Linked DNA regions of Zea mays: region 2 is linked to region 1. The links are chromatin contacts, called in public Hi-C maps. All regions are on one chromosome and are shown on one strand. The core of a region is the stretch at or near the end of the contact, and the rest is flanking DNA. Distances in the headings are between cores, read along the strand shown. Region 1 holds the start of LOC100192620 (putative cytochrome P450 superfamily protein). Region 2 holds the start of LOC100282582.

What was found. A called contact is a pair of places that touch in the nucleus more often than the background predicts.
Region 2: a Hi-C map of leaf mesophyll shows a contact between it and region 1, with 5 times the contacts expected there. The contact joins the promoter of LOC100282582 here to the promoter of LOC100192620 in region 1. A contact is called at or near these places in 2 of 25 Hi-C or Micro-C datasets (ear and leaf mesophyll).

What each region holds. Positions count from the first base shown.
Region 1 is chr1:229,341,930-229,345,406 of Zm-B73-REFERENCE-NAM-5.0, reverse strand. It overlaps LOC100192620 (putative cytochrome P450 superfamily protein), which reads left to right and starts at 1,678. Exons shown (of 2, transcript NM_001137835.1): 1 at 1,678-1,820; 2 at 2,432-3,477. The coding sequence starts at 2,437.
Region 2 is chr1:229,905,346-229,908,822 of Zm-B73-REFERENCE-NAM-5.0, reverse strand. LOC100282582 reads left to right here and starts at 1,856. Exons shown (of 6, transcript NM_001155490.2): 1 at 1,856-2,164; 2 at 3,082-3,477. The coding sequence starts at 3,087.

The DNA.
Region 1 (3,477 bases), core at 429-2,928:
CTTCGATCACTCGCTCGGATTCGCGATCGCCGGTCAGGCGGTGGTGATTTGATGCGAGCCGCCCACGAGATTGTTACCGGTCGGCGATCGAACGGGGCCAACGGGGAATGATGCAGATTTGAAAGCCAGCGAGTGCCGTGCGGGCCGGGCGCTAGTCGTCGGACACTGTTCTCTTCTTCCTTGTGGTGATCCTTGCGGCCGGACGGTGGGCACACAGTGGCCTTGTGGAGTGTGCGTTGTGGTGGTCAAGCTGTATCAAGTTCAGAGGCCACGCCAGCCACAAGCAGAAGCAGGGGGGATATAGGCTGACTGTGAAATACTTGTTGTACACCTGGCAACCAACGCATGAGACCAGATTTCCTTTTTCTTTGAGAAAGGTCTGAAGATATATAATAGTGATGGACCATCTCACCATCGAACCAAACAAATGCGTCGTCGTATAACGCCGTACGTACTACCGACATGCGGTGCCAGATCTGATTTCTATACGGTGGGGCTTCACCGGTGGCTAGGGTTTTTTTTTCCACGGGCCAGGCTACCTATCTGGTGATGGACAGGCCTGCTCGGCGTAAAAACCATCTCCACCACCGTCGTCTGGAAAAGGATTTGGCGTGGCCCAAGCCCAACTAGTGAAAAGGAAAACTTCAGCCGAATCCAAACGTAACCAGCGACCCAACGCCAGAAAGTGGGACTGAGGTACTCGGGTGCCCAACGGACCAAACCCAAACGGTCCTTTATCACAACTTATCACAGCTGATACACACCGGATCGGTCCGGTGAATTTTATAACTAAAATTCCTGAAATCGAGCAGTATGACTGGATCACACGGACCTAGATCGATGCACCACTGAATCGGTCCGGTGCAACCTAGATCAGTGTAAGTTGGGCTCTTTTGAGCCAAACTCCAAATCTTTTTGGCTATCTTGGGTAGTTTCCCTACAACTTATGCAAGCATTATTAGTACTTAATCTAATGAATTTAGTATCAACAATCAATATATCTTCTGTTCCTTTACTTTCTGCCCTAGGACTAGCCAGTAATATAGCCTTTTTCACCTTGTTGTCTGGAGATGTCTTGTTGCGGACCGTTCGACACTAGGCCGCTGACAGTCCACTCCACCGTAGAGAGACCGCCGAGCGAAACAAATCCTAGTGATTCATGACCAGATCAACGCCGATAAAGTGAGACTCAACTGATTTGATGGTTATTGAAGGTTGAAAATCGTGTCATGAACCTATCCAATACCACTCGGGCAGAACAGAATATGTCCTACGTCAATAACCATCGAACTAAATCATTCGTTGTAAGTAAGAAAACAAAATGGCTTAAATTTTAAGCTACACACATGCCGGTCTCTCCTTAAATTAAAAATTAAGCGGGGACACGTCACCCAGATGTCTTGCTCGCCGCAGCGCGCTCAACCGCCGACCAAACGGTAACTAGCCGGCCAGGGCCAGCCGGCAGCCGCCGCCCAACTTCGTTTTTTTTTGGTTTTGTTTTCGAGAAGGCGATCCTAGTGGGCACTGAGCAGTGGCCCCGCGGCGAATAAATCGAAGGCCAACGGATTGCTACCACGGTACCACCGGGGCCCAAGCCCAACCCAACCCAACCCAACCCAACCCCATCAATAATTCAATATCTCCTCCCAACAGCCGTCTCGAACTTTCCACCGTTCACATTAATAGCTTTTCCTCTTCTTTCCCCATCCACCCTCGCACCCTCACCGAAAGGAGAAGGCTTCAGCCTTCAAGCGCACACAGCCACGCAAATCCCCTCTTCATCAACCTCGACTCGAGTCCGCGCGCGTCCCCGAATCGAGGTATGGTGATCCCTTCGCTCATGCTGTCGATTTAACTCTTGATCCGATGATTGCTGGGATCTTGGGGTCGATTTTCACCAATTTTCTGGTGTCAAGTCGAGGCCTTGGGGGAAATCTGTGGCCTGTGGGCAGTATGTTCGCAGTAGCTTCTAGTTTGTTCGATTTCTGCGCCTATGGAGTCTGCGGTTCTGATGGTGTCTATCGTCATGTGCTGTAGGCGGCGTTTCTGATATTCCCCAATTTTTGCTAGTCTAGTGCGTTTAGGGTATGAGCGCGGACGCGGTGCGTCAGGAACACTGTAGTAACCAACTTCCAGGAGTACCGCGCTTGATGATGTAGTGCGGTCCAGTGCGCTGGGAGCATGACTCTGGGGTTGTAGCTTTTGGGTGAAGCCTTGTCGCTGAATTGAATCGAGAAATATTCTTCCCGAAAAGATAGGAAGCGTGGGCAGTGTGCTTTCTGCGGAGTGCTATTAGCCTATTACCATCACGTGTAGTGTCTATTGTCAATACCAAATAACACTCACGTTATTTCCTAGTATAAGGATTTCCATGTATCTGGTTGTGCTTGTGACAGTGAATTCCTATTCTGAGGCCTTGCTTTGATTGCAGAGGAGATGAGTCGTCCGCATGACGGTCACAGGTCCTTCTTTCCCATGGGGAATCCCTTCAGGATGATTCTCCCAAGAGGAGCCCGCCTGTCACCGAAGCTCACTGAGCTGCTCACTTCGTATGAGGATGGCCTGGCCTCGAGCTTGAGGAAGGTCAAGCCAGAGGCCACCTCAGAGGTGTTCACACTATCATGGATGAAGCTCGCAGTGGAGTGCTTATCAGAGCTGCACACCAATATAGCCACCCTGATTACTGAGCTTGAGTTGCCCTTATCAGACTGGGATGAGAAGTGGGTGGACATTTACCTGAACAGCAGTGTGAAGCTGCTGGACATCTGCATTGCCCTGAGCTCGGAGCTCTCTCGGTTGGATCAAGGGCAGCTGCTTGTGCGATATCTCCTGAATGTGTTGGACTCTGGGAGCGACATGCCATCCCAGGAGCAGATCAGGAGAGCTGAGGTGTCGCTTAAGGAATGGATAGAGCGAGCAAGTGAAAGGTCTCCGAGGCTTGATAGTTGCTTGGCAGCGCTACAGGAGCTTTCTGGAAACCTTTGCCTGATGAAGGTTAGGCATTCTGCTAAAGGGAAAGTGCTCATGCGAGCATTGTATGGAATCGAGGCTGTTACCGTCTTAATCTGCAGTGTACTTGTAGCTGTACTGTCGGGTACCTTCAAGCCACTGGTTGACTTTGATGTCCCTGAGAAATTTGGTTGGTCTACGGCCTTCATTGATCTTCAGAAGGCCATAAGCGGTGAACTTAGCAGGCAACTGTCCAGAGGTAGTGTTGCAGCGTTAAAAGAGCTGGAGGATGTTGATGTATGTGCTAGACAGCTGCATACATTGACTTGCACTGCTCAGCTTGAAGAGGAGAATGCCAGCCTGGCTCATTCATTTAGCCGTTCAAAGGAAGTGGTCCTGACAGATACTACAGCCCAGGGAAGAGGCCATGTGGATAATCTCAAGTTGGCTGATGATAGTAGCTGTCAGCATGAAGTGATCATGCTGCAAAGTATTACTACAGAAGGAGGAATTGGTACAGCTGATATC
Region 2 (3,477 bases), core at 607-3,106, 560 kb before region 1:
GCTTGTGCCCGAGGAACCCTCATCACTGATGCGCCAATGCGTCAATGCGCCAATCGCCATTGCGTGTGTCAGCAGGAAGGAAAACTGGTGAGTGATGCGCCATTGCGTGTGTTCACTTTTTCCCGCTTTTTCTGGAGATCCCATCCATGGCGTTCTCTTTTCTTTCCTTTTTCCCGTGGTTCTTATTTCGATGATAAAGAGAATATGTGTTCCTACCGTGGTTCAAAAACATTGTCTACATAGAAAGCACCAGGATATGTCTTGCCGTGTTCTGCAGATTTTCTAACTGTGCCATCAAATGTGAAATAATGCACCTCTGAATGTCTATCAGCTTTGCTACTATAGTTCTTCTAGAAACAATTGTTTTCTTGATGAACTATAGAAACACAATTGAATTCAGAAAGACTGACCATTTTAGCAGTAAATATACCGGACTACGATGAAGAGGCTGAAACCTGGTTGGATATTTGATAACATGCTAAGTAAAAAGAATGCAATCATTAGATATTTGATAACATACTAGCTAAACAATCTCAAATGTAACCAAATTTAGAGTAAAAAAACTCCCTGTGTCAGATATTGTATTAAGAAGAAGACCTTTCTACGTCTAGGGCGGCTCACCTTCTAAAATTGAGTCCAGGAATTAGGCGTGTATAGACAGGGATTCAAGGAAGCATATCATTCATTATTTGCCAGTAACATCCTTTGCAAAATATCATGCCAAATAGGTAGGACACGCCCATGACCATGAACATGAACCATTGGAGGGTTGCATCAGTCAAGGTGTGTGGTCCCAGCATTTTATTGCACCGACACTGTCCGAGCTTGGCAGCTTGCCATCGGCCCATCACAAAACTGCATTTTACCCCCTTCCACATGAGGTTTTCTATCTTTCAAGCCAAAAGGAAAAGCAAAAAAAAATGCTGGGAGCAAATGGAGGCCCTACAATATCTCCCCCCCATAACCCTCCGCGGTGCCCTTTGGCCATTGACCAAATCCTGTCCACCCTCCAACTCCTCCATGAAGGCGAAAGAACAAACGGGGTGAATCATCTCCTGTGCCAGACTGCCAGTGCGTGACGGGGGAGATAAAAGAGGGCAACAGCTCAAAAGGAGAGCCTTTTGGTCTTTTCCCCCCGCTTCTACTGCAAACAACCATCATGGGCGGGCAAAGCTGCCCCTGCCCAGATCAATGATAGAGTGGGCGACAGTCAGAGACGGCACAGCGAATTTGCTACGGCGACAGGGGGAATACTGGGGTATATATATATATCCACTGTTATAGTGTTATAAGGTGGGTGATTCCAAGATTTACTGCAGTTCTCGTGTGGTCAATTTCGTTGTGTTAGCTCATGTTTTTTATTGATTAATTCTTGGAATTGTGTTAAGGCTTTCTGTCTGCCATCGACAATTGTCTTGGGTCCTTCCAATGTAGTCGGTTAAATTAGCCAACAAGATTATTGGCGGGCGACATTGTCAAGAAAAAAAATGAGCAGGGTTTTGAAATGTCAAAAAGATTGTTCAGAAACCAATAGTCCGGAAATTCTGTTCAGAAACCAATATGTCAGAAATCTAGATCACATTTCTCGTCATGGTTCATGCATGAAGTCAAGGACAGAAACGTTCACATTCGTGCAAGAGGCCTAATTCAGAGGAGCGAAGGCTATTTCTTCTTCGGAATCATCTTCCTCCCAGGATCCACTGCGCTCGCTGGGGTCTCCACACCATTACCACGTGAGCAAGGACAGGTCGTGGTCTCGCCTCGCCCTCGGTGGCTCCCCGCTTTTTCCTTCCCACCAATGCCACACTATTTTTATTCTGATGTCGGCCTCATCTTTCCGGGTGTGGCCTCCATTCAACACCCCCGCTTTCTTTATTTATGAAAGGTTAGCTAGGGCGCCGCTGACAACATGTGAGCGTGTTCGGCATTACTCCACTTCACTCCCTCCCTCCCTCACCTCTGGCTCATCAGTGCCTGCCTCACTAACCTCACCATTACTGAAATGCAGAGCTCGCATAAATAGGCAGGACCCGTGGTGCTACTCTCCTGTCCCCTTCCGGCCTTTTCCCCCCTTCTGGAGCTTGGGGGGAGGCACTCTGCACCTTCGTCTTCGTCTTGGCGTCCTCCAGCGCTCTGCCTTCCTGAGCTGGCTTCTTGTCCGCAGGTCAGGTTCCTCCCGCTGATTTCGTTTCGTGCGCTTTGTTTCTCGGAGGGGATGGATCCATTTGGGAATGCAACGGCTCCCGACTTAGGGGCATTCATGGGGGTCTGCTTCCCATTTCGTTAAGTTTTTCGGATTCATGGGGCATGGGCTGGTGCTTAGCTGCCATTGTCGTGTGGCTTCTGATTTGCCTTTTGCTGGGAATCTTTACTGTTTAGCCTGCTTTGCCCTTTATGCTAGAAGGACATACTTGCCTTCAGCAAGAAGCATAAGTCTGCTGGTTTTTATTTGAGGCGTGCTTTATCACGATCTGAGTTTTCTCCTCTCGGGCAAAGCAAAAACCTTTTGGAGATTTATCACGATCTGAGGTTCTTATCGTCCATCTTTTTTTTCTCTGCCTGCTTCTTCGAACTTGTTTTTATGGGTTAGGTAGGTAATTTGGTGCCTCTTTAATTTTTTTGGGCAAACATAAATTCAGGTGTTATTCAGAAATCAAACCAAGCAAATCTACTGCCAGTGAATTTCGTTTTAAGTTATAAAGTCAGTAGCTAACCACAGAAATTTACTGCCGGTGTTCAGACTAGTTAGTTCTGATCTCACCAAACGGTACATTAATTGTGCTAAAAAAACCTCGCTGAAACAGAGACTCCGCTGAAACATGACGATTTACTAAGTTTCAATTTTTGATATTTTCTTAGATTCCTTTCACTGCTCACAGTAAAATTAGTTCATCTGTCAGTGCAAACCATGTGCCTTCATCTTCAGTGTTCAGTTCAATTGCTCAAATAAAAAATGCGTAGCCTAAATTTGTCAGTTTAACCCATCTACCCTGAACTCTGAGATGTTCCTGAGTTGGCTGCCTTTCTCCATTAGATCAAATTAAATTCTGTTGGCACCTTACTATGTTCTTGGAACTGCAGGATCCATGGCGAAGGACTACCCAGCTTCTCCGAAAGCTCAGCAGCTCCAGGAATCCAAGAAGCAGCGCCTGACATACATCCTCGTCGTAAGCGCGCTCTGCATCGCCTTCTACGTCCTTGGCGCATGGCAGAACACCACGCTTCCAAAGCCCATAGGCAACTCGGCGATCACCCGGGTTGGCTGCGATCCCACTGCCGCCACGGCACAGTCCTCTGGCTCTGTGCCGTCGTTTGGGCCAGGCTCCGGCGAGGTGCTTGACTTCGACGCACACCACCGGCTCACCATCAACAACACGGACGGCGATGGGGAACTGCAGCAGTTCCCGGCGTGCCCTCTCAACTTCAGTGAGTACACGCCGTGTGAGGACCGTAGGCGCGGGCGCCGGTTCGACCGAA